2 separate regions of the Pan troglodytes genome follow, and region 1 is linked to region 2. Evidence: chromatin contacts called from public Hi-C data. All regions are on one chromosome and are shown on one strand. The core of a region is the stretch at or near the end of the contact, and the rest is flanking DNA. Distances in the headings are between cores, read along the strand shown.

Region 1 (6,460 bases), core at 3,332-5,831, 240 kb before region 2:
GTCCTCTTTTGTGCTGAGCCCATCAGTTCATAACACTGAAACTAATGATGGAGGGGAGACTTTCTACTCTTTCTACGTCTATAAAGAGGGGACATGAATCCAGTTCATCTCAAAAACAGTGGAAGCCACAATGACAAGTTAAAAACTAGGCAATCAAGACATGACAATTTTTAGAGAATTCTAAATTACCTCATCTTTCCAGTAACTGCCTCCAGATCCTACTTCTCATTACAGCATCATGATTTAAGAATCAATAACAGGCTCGGATTGCTTTACTGGCCCATAGCTAGATCTTGCCCCAAAGTCAAAGGCCAAGAGAAGATTTTAAAAGTAAGGCATAATAGTCATATGCTGTTTTGTAGAGCATCAGCTATATACACAGACAAGATGTATATTAAACCTAAAGAAACATCAGCCTCAAGGCCGGGCATGGTGGCTAACACCTGTAATTCCAGTACTTTGGGAGGCCAAGTTGAGGGGACCGCTTGAGGCCCAGAGTTTGAGACCAACCTGGGTAACACAGCGAGACCCAGTATCCACACACACAAAAAAACTAGCTGGGTGTGGTGATGCACGCCTGTACTCCTAGCTACTTAAAGGCTGAGGTAGGAGGGTTGCTCGAGTCCAGGAGTCCGACGTTGCAGTGAGCTGTGAGCATGCCACACTGCACTCCAGCCTGGGTGCTGGGCGATGTCTTAAATAATAATATACCCAAATGTTTCTCAAGGAAAAAAAAAAAATCCCTCTAAAAATCAAGTCTCAGGAACTCCTCCCAGGTATTTCAGCAAGGATTGTTTTGGTCACACTGCCAGCACTCCTTTCACCAATTTCTACAGGAGTACTGTCAACTACATCACATTTCCTCTTCCGTTTGGGATCCTTTTTAGTGAAAGTATTATATACAATACAGGCTCAACTCCTAAACTGACCACAAAAAACACGGTTAAAAGATGTCTCTGACAACCACCCTACCCCTAGACCCAAAAGACAGGAAAATCAATTGCAACTGGAAAAAAACCTAAAGTAAGCTTCTATATGATAGGAAGTGATAACTAAAACCTTCTAAGCAGTTACAGGGAAGCAGTCATTCAAATAATGTTGGCCCCAATTGAATGGCGGAATCTTGCCAGGGTCTACAAAAATCTTTCTTTTGGTCACAATATGAACGAAAGAAAAGTCCATCTGGATTTAAAGAAATGTAATAGAAGAGAAGATTTTAAAGTCAAGCCTATTTTTCTACAGATATACGATTAGAAGAAATTCGTCAGATGATTCAAAGATAATATCTGAGGGTTCCCATGGTTAAAGCTGGCATAACCTGAGTATGAAAAGTATGACAGTAATGAATGATAGTGTATTAAATTTACAAAGTGAACCCTGGCCGGGCACGGTGGCTCACACCTGTAATCCCAGCACTTTGGGAGGCCGAGGTGGGTGAATCATTTGAGGTCAAGAGTTTGAGACCAGGCTGGCCAACATGGCGAAACCCCGTCTCTATTAAAAATACAATAATTAGCCGGGCATGGTGGCACACACCTGTAGTCCCAGCTATTCGAGAGGCTGAGACAGGAGAATTGCATGAACCCAGGAGGCAGAGGTTACAGTGAGCTGGGATCATGCCATTGCACTACAGTCTGGGCAACAGAGCGAGACTCTTTCAAAAAAATAAATAAAAAGTGAACGCATCAGTCAAAAAATGATATTAAATAAAGGGGTAAGGAGAGGGAACTCTTCTTTTTTTAAAGATGAATACCAACCAATAAATGCAGAAGAAATGAGAGAATTATAAAATTCACTATTTTGCAATCACCATTGTAACAGATAATCTGGACAAAAATAATCAGTGGATGCTAAAACTACGTACTAACAAAGTATTTCCCCCATATATTATAAAGGAGATAAAAGCACTGTTACAGTGTAGAAATGCAAGAACATCACCTTAACCATGTGATCAAACTTAATAATATTAAAACTTAAGGCATCAAATGTCTCCTGATAGCATGCCCAAAGAAGAACACAATATCCCATGCAGTAATCCTGCCAAAAATCCTGAATCTAATAATAAGTAGACAGTCGGCAAATCAAAATTAAGGGACATTCTGCAAAACAAAAACAAAAATATCACAAAAGATACCAATAACAGCACCCCTTTTCACCCCAAAAAAGGCTGGGGAACAGTTCTAGAATAAAGGAGACTAACTCAACCTGAGTTGAATGCAATGTATGGTCCTTGCCTGGGTCCTGAATGGGGAGGAAAAGATACAAAGGACATTAACAGGAAAATAAGAAAATAGGAATAGGAATATATATTCTATAAACAGTGTTAAATAACTTAAAGTGACAATTATGGCTGTATTAAAGTATGTCCCTGTTCTTAGGAGATACATGCTGAATCTATGTATTTAGGGGTGTGTCCTAATGCCTGCTGTCTCTCAAATGGTTTGGCAGAAAAAGAAAAGTGGTAAAATGTTAATAATAAATATCTAGGTAAAAAATGTATGGTATGCTTACTGTACTATTCTTGTAACCTTTGCATATTTGAAATTTATCAAAGTAAAAATTTAGGAGGTAGGGGTTTATCATAAAAAAAGAATGCTTTACATAACAAATTTAGATGCAAATACTGTTAATAAATTTCTAAGTCTTAAGAATTGACTTCTTATTTTAAGTAAATTTCTGCTATAAAGGAATCATAATAACTTTTTTGATTTTGTTTTATTTCACAGTATGATCTCCAGTGTGTTCTTATAGCCTATTATTAAATTAGTATTCCCTATTTAAAAAGATACATAATTAGACTACAAACTACCATTGAAGTATATAAAGTCAAATTAAACAATTAAATTTCAAATAACCATCTACTAAAACTAAAAAAGAACTGCCATGAAGCTATCTTTAAAAACTTGCAGTTGAACAAAATGGAAAGCTTTTTTGCTTAACCTGTTGTGCTTAAAAAGAAAAACAACACCTTTTTCTCTTACTATTAAAAGAGTTGTTCCCAGCAACACATAATGGACTAAAAGAAAGAAAGAAAAAAAAAAGAGTTGTGCTAAATTATCATACCAGGCAAAATTACTTTCATGAGTTACATATAAAACACTTTCAAAACAAAATACTTAAAAAAAAAGCTAGGATTTTTATATAAAGCATTAAAAAAATCTAAAAATCCAACATGAAATATAAGTATTAACTTCTAAAATATAATTTTAAATAACCAGTGAAAATATATCTCTTAAAACTGGTATGAACTACTCAAAATAATACAGCTAATATTAAATTCACCTATGACCACAGAATTCACAAATCTAAAATCAATTCCCACCATAAAGAAGATTCAATATTTTAAAGAACTGATTTTTTTAAAAACTAAAGTCATATAAAAATTAGTACATTAAAACAAAATATTTTTGGTATTTTGATAATTCTAAAATTTAGAGTTTGTATAATGAAAGTAAAATAAAAAAACAAATTAGAAACTTATTTGCAATCAATGGCAAAACCGAACATATTATTCTAAGAGTTCATAAAATAAACATTAAAAATTCAATAGATAACTATCAATATCAAATAGATGATATACAGAACAAAAGAAAAAAGCTAAATAAATGTGGAAATACATTCAACAAATAATCAACAAAAAGCTATCATTTTAATAAGTGATAAAATTATAATTCCCAATAATGCTAAGGTTATGATGACCCCAAGTACACTCACACAATGCTGGTGCAGGCTTACAGCCATATAATTTTTAAAACACAATTTAGTGATACAATTCATTCTTTTTAAAAAATATTTGAACTCCTTTCATATGGGCACTGGGGTAGGCAAGAAAGCCACAATCTTCACCTTATACAATTTGTAGCCTGTTGTGAAAAGACTGATTTTTAAAAGAATAAGAAAGCATGGTAATTGTTTTAATAGAAAAAAACTGAGATTGCTAAAGAGGCTCACAACGCAAACATCTAACCTGGTATTGGGGAAAGCTTCCCAGACAAATGATCCTGTTAATCATTTGTTTCTCACTGGTTGCCAAACACCTTGCTAGGCATGAGACTTAAATGTTAAAACCATATGGTATCAGCCTGCAGAGTTAACGGTCTAGAAGTGGATGAAGATTCACAATCACAACAAATGCGGTAAATACAATAACCAAGAGGAGACAGAGAAGGGAGATGAAGTGAGCAGTGAGAGGAGACTATAATTGTTTGGGAAATGATGAGTACAACAGTTAAGGGAGAAGGAAGGAAGCAAGCAGCCAGGAGCAACAGTGTGAAAGGAGACAAGAAGAGTTAATGTAGACTGACATGTGGAGAAAGTCCGTTGTAAACATGATACAAAACACAGATGAAGGAAAGTCTGAGGAGCTAGAGCATGAGTTCAGGTTTGAACATGAGTCTCTGAGGCATTTGAATCAGAAAGGTAAAAATGACCAATATGCAACTAGAAATACAGGTCTGGCTCTCAGAAAAGAACTCTGAATTGGAGCTATCAGTTAAACAAATTATCCTGTGACTATTCAGGGAATGGGGAGAGAAAAGAGCAGAATCCTAAGAAATGCAGATCATTTAGAAAGCAGCGTTAGAGGAGTCCAGGAGGAGAGAGATCAAAGAGCTGAGTAACTGGTCTGGTCTCAAAAGCCAGAGGCTAACAGAGCTGACAGAAAAAGGAAGTAGTAAACAGTGTCAAATGGGTAAGAGAAATAAAATTAAGCCCCAGAACAATAATTCAGAGGTGGGGTGATGACAGTAAGAGTCAGGTGGCAGATAGCTGAGGTGTGAAGTTCTTTTTATTAAAAGAAGTAAAACCAAGGCTGAGCACAGTAGCTCATGCCTGTAATCCCAGCACTTTGGGAAGCCAAGGCAGCAGGATCACTTGAGCTCAGTTGTTCATGACCAGCCTGGGCAACATAGCGAGACAGCGAGACCTTGTCTTCACTAATATTAAAAAAAAAAAAATTATTCGGGTATGGTGGCATGCACCTGTAGTCCCAGCTACTTAGAGGACTCAGGCAGGAGGATCACTTGAGCCCAGGAGGTCCAGGCAGCAGTGAGCCCTGGTGGTGCTACTGCACGCCAGCCTGGGCGACAAAGTGAGACTATCTCAAAAAAACAAACAAACCAAACAAAACCCAGAAGCGAAACCAGTAGGAACTTTTTTTTTTTTTTTGAGACAGAGTCTCACTCTGTCACTCAGGCTGGAGTGCAGCGGTGTGATATTGGTTCACTGCAACCTCTCCCTCCCGGGTTCAAGCGATTCTCGTGCCTCAGTCTCCCAAGTAGCTTGAACTAAAGTTGCGCGCCACCATGCCTGGCTAATTTTTGTATTTTTAGTTGAGACGGGGTTTCACCATGTTGGCCAGGCTGGTTCTCGAACTCCTGACCTCAGGCGAACGGCACGCCTTGGCCTCCTAAAGTGCTGGGATTACAGGCGTGAGCCACACCCCTCCAGCCAGTAGGTAGGTACTCAAAAGAAGCTTGCTGATGAAGGGAAAGAGAGGATTGAAAACAAACTGTTGCAGGGATTTTTGATTTTGTTTTAAAGACATAAAGCCAGGCACAGTGGCTCATGTCTATAATTCCAGCACTTTGAGAGGCAATGGAATAGTGTGTTGCCATTGACATGAGAAATATGAAGACCATACTACACTGAAAAGTATTAAAATTTTAAGCTCAGGATTCAAGATTAGGCCGGGGGCGGTGGCTCATGCCTGTAATTCCAGTATTTTGGGAGGCCGAGGCGGCCAGATCACCTGAGCTCGGGAGTTTGAGAACAGCCTGAGCAACATGGTGAAACCCCCTCTCTACAAAAACAGCTGGGCGCAGTGGCAGATGCCTGTAGTCCCAGCTCAGGAGACTGAGGGAGGAGAATCGCTTGAGCCCAGGAGGCAGCGGTTGCAGTGAGCCAAGATCATGCCACTGCACTCCAGCCTGGGAGACAGTGAAACCCTGTCTCAAGAAAAAAAAAAAAAAAAAATTCAAGATTAGTCTACACCAGAATCACAACTATGTAAAAGCATATGATGTATATGAATGATGAAAACACTTGTAATAGGAGTTGAGGCCATTTTAGTTTTTATATTATGATCACTGTATAATAAATTAATTGGGAGAATATGATCACCCAAATAATATTTGATCAAAGTTATACAAATAATTCAAGTTGGGAAAGTAAGGTACCCAACTAAGGGCCCCCTGGTGCCAGGCAGAATGTGACATAAAAAGTGGTAGTAAAGGGGGATTCCAAAGAAGCTTTACCAGTATTAAAGTAGATACTGAGATGGAGGGCAAGAATGATTTGGCAGTTGTATGGCATTTGGGCTCGTATGCATATTTGAAATAGGGTGATTAAATGTGAGGGAATCCTTAGTTCTAAATAAGAAACTAAGTTTGAGAAATTTTTACATAATTATATGACACAAAATGTTTGCTTTTTTTAAATGTAATAGCATGATATAATGGAT
Region 2 (6,452 bases), core at 645-3,144:
AATTGATTGCTGTCCTCCCCAAATTGTCTCAGTTATATATAATATTTTAAAGCTTGAGAGTCCATGTATTCATGTAAAATTAAAAATGAGATAACTGATGATGAAAAGACTAAAACCTGAAATTGTAATATAGATACCATTCATGTCAGAATTGCTGTGTCTGGAGAGGTTAGGAAAATGAAGCTCAGAGAGTTTAATTATAATAAGGTCAAAAGGCCATATATAAGTAGATGAATTAATTGTTGAATCTGTATCTGCCATTAAGGAGTAATCTGAGATGTGGAACTCTTAAGTAAATGTGTTTCTCAAAGTTATTTACTCACAGAACCCCCTTTTATGTTTTGTAGTAGAATGGGAAATACTAATATTTTGTGGATTAGTGTTCTATGCAACATATTTTAAGAAAGGCTTTTTGTCAGATCTCTGGTAGAGAACAAAATATGAACCAGCCAAAACATTTCTATCATTATTTAATTAATTTTTCTTTCCAAAATACAATTAAACTTTTAAAGCACAAAAATTTTAAGATATTGGTAAAAGATGGGGTGAAAAAGTCCGTACCTTTCTTGATATTCTGTGGGAAATATGAAGCTGTAGGTAGCCTCTTTCTTCTTTAATAAATTGTGCTTGAAAACTTTCAGGAAGTGCGTAATTATTTAGATTAGAGGTTGACAAATTACAACCCATAGGCCAAATCTGGTCAGCTGTCTGTTTTTGTAAATAAAATTATATTGGAACACAGCCACGCCTATTTTTTATATGTTATCAGTGGCTGCTGTTGTGTGTCAGAGGAATGTTGAGAAGATGTGATGGAGACCATATAGCCACAGTGCCTAAAATATTATTTGGCTTTTGAAAGAGCAAACATTTTCTGACCCCTAGTTTAGTGAGCTGCATTCATATGTTTTATCTGCATAAAGACTCTTTTACTGAAGTTCTCGGCATTTCATCCTCTGTAAAGTAAGTTCCCTGGGAAGTCAAGCTGAAGTCTTTTTCTAGAAGCTTTATTATGGCTTGGTTTTAAACTCTTAGAGACATGCAAGATTCCATAGTTTTGCTTTCCTGAATGACATACAACTATCAGGCACTTGTATTGGCATGCCTGGCTCTTTCTTGCTGCAAACGTTTTACTGGTTTAATGGAAGTAATACCAGGGTATAGGGTAAATAGACATAGCTAACATCTTTTGAGTGCTATATGCCAGGTTCTGTTCTAAATTTTTAACATATATTATTTTGTTTATTCCTCACATCAACTCTGTGAAGTAGGTATTATTATTATCCCCACTTTATAGTTGAGGGAACTAAAGCGTAGGGAGATTAAATAACTTGGTCAAGGTCATCCAGTTGTTAAGGAATGGAATGAGATTTGAAACTTTTCCCCCAACTTACTTGCCTCCTAATTCCTTGATTCTTGAGATGAGTTCGGGCATATTTCTTCCTCATTACTTTCTCCAAGCCTGTGTTTCCACGTCATCTTTGAACGTCCTCATTTACACCACCGTGTCTTATTGTATTCTCTGATGAATTTCCAGGAGACCATTCCTTCTTCCTTGATGATTACAATTTCTGACTCACAATCTTCTCTATCCAATCTGCCTCTGTATCCTGATTTAATGCCATGTTTAACTCAAGTTGTTTCTTGTATTTTTCAACTTTATATATCCACAGGCATGGCCAGGCCTTACTTTCATCACTGGGAATTGTTTTGCCTTTATCGTGAACTCTGAATTTCTGCTTTCTGACTTCTGAACGGTTCACTTACATACAGCCCTTACATGCTAGTGAGCTTCTTTAATTCAGTCCTTTTTAACGTTTCGTGTGCATAGGAATCACCTGGAAAGCCTTATGCAGAATCCTGAGTCACACCCTTAGAGATTCTAATTCAGCTGGTGAGGGTTGATGCCCATGAATTTGCATTTCTATCACCTTTCCTGCAAATGCTGAGGCAGGTAGGTCTATGGACATACATTTTGAGAAGGATTGCTCTAATTAATACTTTGCCCCAGAGGATCAGTAAAACTCTCTAATTTGCATAAAGCCTCCATTCACATTCTTTCTTTACTTTTTTGATGACTTCTGTAATTACTGAGACAAAGGCCTTTTGATGAGAACTCTGTTGTATTTTATTTTCTTGAAATAAGAGTTTTTCTATTTATTCTTTTCATATTCTTCTCTTCTACTAAGTCCCTTTGTCTCACTTTCTCCAGTTGACTTTTGGCTCCTTCTTTACCATTAACATTTTTGTGTCTTGCGTTATCAGTTTCCCCTTTTATAGTGAATTGGCTTTTTTCTATCGGCCTTCAGTAGTGGTCAAATAAGCCCCTTTCCTCAAAATACCATTCCTTCCCATCTTCCCTCCTTCAGCCTGTTTTGGAAGAAAAGTTACGGCTTTTAACTTCTTCACTAGCTATATCTTAATTTCTTGCAATCTGCTTTGGTTTCCAGAATTTTACTGGACTCTTGGACTGACAGATCAAATGACTTCTAGGTGTTTTTTGTTTTGTTTTGAGACAGGGTCTCACTCTGTTGCCTAGGCTGGAGTGCAATCTCTGCCTCCTGGATTCAAGCAATTCTCCTGACTTAGCCTCCCGAATAGCTGGGACTACAGACACACACCACCACACCCAGCTAATTTTTGTATTTTTAATAGAGATGGGGTTTCACCATGTTGGCCAGGCCTGTCTGGAACTCCTGCCCTCAAGTGATCCGCCCTGCCTCGGCCTCCCAAAGTGCTGGGATTACAGGTGTGAGCCACCTCGCCCGGCCTGGTGTTTTTTTTTGTTTTGTTTTTTTTTTTTTTGAGACAGAGTCTTGCTCTGTCACATACACTGGAGTGCGGTGGCACGATCATGGCTCACGGCAGCCTCTCCTGTGAGGCTCAAGTGATCCTCCCACCTCAGCCCCCTGAATAGCTGGGAGTACCAGTGGGTGCCACCTCGCTCAGCTATTTTTTAATTTTTTGTAGAGACAGGCTTCTCTATGTTGCCCATGCTGGTCTTACACTCCTGGGCTCAAGCAGTCTTCCCACCTCTGCCTCCCAAAGTTCTGGGATTGTAAGCATGAGCCACTGCACCTGGCCAACTCCTAGGTCTTAAATGCATAGTCTCCCCGAGACTTGCAGTGTTTGATACTATCATTTCTCTTTTTAAAAGTTTTCTACCTTTGCTTTTTACTCACTGCTTTTTTAAGGTCTTACTGTTCTAACTACTTCAGTTCTTGTTCACATAGTACTTTAATCTGTTACTGCTTTTTCTAAAGTTTGTGATGCTTTTCCCACCATCTAAATCTATGCTGTCCAGTATGGGAGCTACTAACCGCATGTACCTTTTGAGCACTTGAAATATCGTCAGGTTAGACTGAAATATTCTGTAAGCATAAAATGCACACTGGATTTTTAATATTTAGGTTGAAAAAGAGAATGTAAAATAGTTTACCAAATTTTTTTTAATGCCAATTACATGTTGGTAATACTTTGGATATATTGGGTTAAGTAAAATAAAATGCTAAAATTAATTTGACCTGTTTCTCTTTACTTTAGATATGACTACTTCTTCTGTGGCTTGGCTATATTTCTGTTAGATAATATTAATCTAAATCTCATCTTTCCTTAAGACCTGGATCAGTTTTCCATCTATTTACAAAGTTACCTTTGTAACTTTGTACCAGCCTTCTTAAACATTTGGTCCTCACCCCCTCTCACCCTACTCCCCCTTCCCAATATACTTAGCTTCTTCAAAGCAAGAGTAATTCCCTATAGTGCTGTTCATATAGTGGACACTATATACATTATATAATACACACACACATATCTGAAAAAATGGCTAATATTACCACTTTATCAAAAAGGATACTTATGAAAATTGAGGCCTGTTGTGATGTTTTTGCTTAAATTGGTGGGGAGCAGAAGAAGGATTGATGTGAAGGGGAGAAGAGACATTATTCTACTCTGAGCTATTAACATTTGACACTTGACATCCCCCAAGTGTATCCTGCCACCTTAGGCCACTGATAGCTCTGTACTGCTGTGATTTTACTGCCATCTGGTGTCAGATTAGGAAACTGTAGTTCAGCATTTTGTCTCTTCAATAGAGGAAGGTAGGCAATCTTTCCTCTCTATCCTGTAAGCAAGTTACCAATAAGAGCTCATATAATTTCAATGTAGGAAACCTTTATTTTCCTTGTTGGAATACTCTTTCCTTGGCTTCCATGATAAATGCATTCTCCTTTCTAATGTTTCTCTGTTTTCCCATTCTTCGACAGCCCATTTCTTTCTTCATGGTAGAGTTTTTTAGTCCCACGTTCTAGGCCTACTGTTCTTTTTTTCCTTTGCTTTACTCTATACCAGGCTTTAAGTACTGCCTATTTACAGACAAATTTATATTGATAGCCAAAAATTTCCTCTGAGTTTGAGACTAGTATCTTTAGTTGCTTACCTAGATATTACACAAACATCTTAAATATAACATGCTCCCATCAAAATGTGGACCTCTCACCTGCATCCTCATTTCTTAAATTTATTTTTCTCATTTCATTAATCTATCATGCCAAAATTATGGGAATCAGCTTGGCATCCCGTCTTTCACACTTTATTAGTAAGACGTTAACTACATCCCATTAAGTCTAGAGGGTATATTCTTGTATATGTAAAATTTGTGACCCCTCACCTGCTCCTGTCCCATCTAAGATACCACTGTCTCTTGCCTGGACTAAGTTAGGTTCCTCGTTAGTCTCTCTACATCCATTCTTGACTGCATTCACATGTTTTATGTATATTTGTCTAATGTCAGCCTCTCCTATTAAACCGAGAGTTCTGTGATGGCAGAGACTGTGTACATTTGGCTCACCATTGGGTCCCAGCACCTCACACAATTTCTAAAACCTGTTTATTTAATACCCATATCACCACTCTGGCTAACCAGTGCTGTTGGTATGACCCTTGTAGTTTTAGTGACTAAACTAGTGCTAGAATTCCTTAATGCTCTATTTCATTATTAGTGTTCTATACCAGTTCATTTACCATAAATGAATTTAAACTATTTTCTGCTTTTTCCCAGGGAAACTTACTTGTGTCTGAAGGGACAATATATTTGGGGTATTAATCAGCTAGTGTTCAAATGAACTTTAGGACAACAGCCTGTTTATAGCCTATGGACTGCCAATCAAGATGCTGAAATGATTTTCCAAGCACTTGAAATTGTATGCTATTGGTATGTCTCTTAGCACTCTTCTGTCTGAAATTTAGTATTCTTTAATGTTGCAGTACATTTGTTAAATCATGGATTAAAACCTGTTTGACTCTTAAGTGTTCTTTTATTAGAGGCTTAGTTGATGATGGTTTCATTTAGTAATTTTGATTTGGTTTGACATTTTAAAATGGTTTTGCTTTATAAGGTTTTACTACTAGGGCTTACTTGGTGCTTTGAGTTGATGGTATTTCTCAATAAAGAAATTTAATTTATAAAAGTAGAGGTGATTTATAAAAAGTAGTTATTTAGAGATGGGCAACAATCTATGTACTGAGGATGCAAACTCAGCAAGAATTTAATAGGTATATAGCAGGGTTTCTCAGTGTTGGCATTATTCACATTTTGGACTGAAGAGTTTTTTGGTGTGTAGTGTTGGGGGGCATGTCCTGGGCACTGTAGGAAATTAGCAGCATTCCTGGTCCCTACCCATCAATGGTACTCTCCTCCCCAGTTATGATAATCAAAAATACCTCTAGACAATGCCACATTGTCCTGGGGGTGGGTGGGCAAATTGCATATCCCTTGAAAACCAGTAGTTTCTATAATTAGAAGGGGATAACTGGCCATGAAATGTCTTACTTGGGAAATCTTTGGCATTTCTAAGTGTTTTTGAGAATGTGGTAGCTGTGTGGTGTATTGTTAATGGCAAAGAGAAATGGAAACTATATGACAGTATGTTTTTTACATTTTAGAATTTGTGCTTGCCTAAAATAAAATAACTTGCATTAGCCACCTGGTTCTGTTCCAAACTGAAAAAGGGTACATTCTAAATCATATTTCACTGATACTGTTTCATTTTGTTAGCTGACTTCAACAGTTAGGTAGTGATAGAAAAAGATAACCAAGAGTACAAATTTTTTTTCTTTATTTTTGAGACAGTCTCGCTCTGTTGCCCAGGCAGGAGTACAGTGGCGCGATCTGGGCTCACTGCAAGCTCCGCCTCCCAGGTTCACGCTGTTCTCCTGCCTCAGCCTCCCAAGAAGCTGGGGACTACAGGCACCTGCCACCACGCCCAGCTAATTTTTTTTTTTTTTTGTATTTTTAGTAGAGATGGGGTTTCCCCGTGTTAGCCAGGATGGTCTCCATCTCCTGACCTCGTGATCCGCCCGTCTCGGCCTCCCAAAGTGCTGGGATTACAGGCGTGAGCCACCGCACCCGGCCCCAAGAGTACAATTTAAAGGGTAGCTTATAAGCAGAGCTTTTG

What was found. Hi-C and Micro-C count contacts between places; a contact is called where the count stands out from the background.
Region 1: a contact with region 2 is called in a Hi-C map of induced pluripotent stem cells, with 2.2 times the contacts expected there. The contact joins two enhancer-like sites. A contact is called at or near these places in 2 of 7 Hi-C or Micro-C datasets (induced pluripotent stem cells and stem cell-derived neural progenitor cells).

The regions. Positions count from the first base shown.
Region 1 is chr10:53,718,907-53,725,366 of NHGRI_mPanTro3-v2.0_pri, reverse strand. The region is part of intron 2 of GXYLT1 (glucoside xylosyltransferase 1); the gene reads right to left. Among named protein-coding and RNA genes, the nearest start is that of GXYLT1, 21 kb to the right of the region's middle. Within about 2 kb of position 4,581, at least 2 of the 24 cell types and tissues checked have an H3K27ac peak or open chromatin away from gene starts, as enhancers often do. A contact at or near this core is called in induced pluripotent stem cells, where this site is marked.
Region 2 is chr10:53,475,818-53,482,269 of NHGRI_mPanTro3-v2.0_pri, reverse strand. All of the region lies in intron 4 of PPHLN1 (periphilin 1), which reads left to right. Among named protein-coding and RNA genes, the nearest start is that of ZCRB1, 44 kb to the left of the region's middle. Within about 2 kb of position 1,894, at least 1 of the 24 cell types and tissues checked has an H3K27ac peak or open chromatin away from gene starts, as enhancers often do. A contact at or near this core is called in induced pluripotent stem cells, where this site is marked.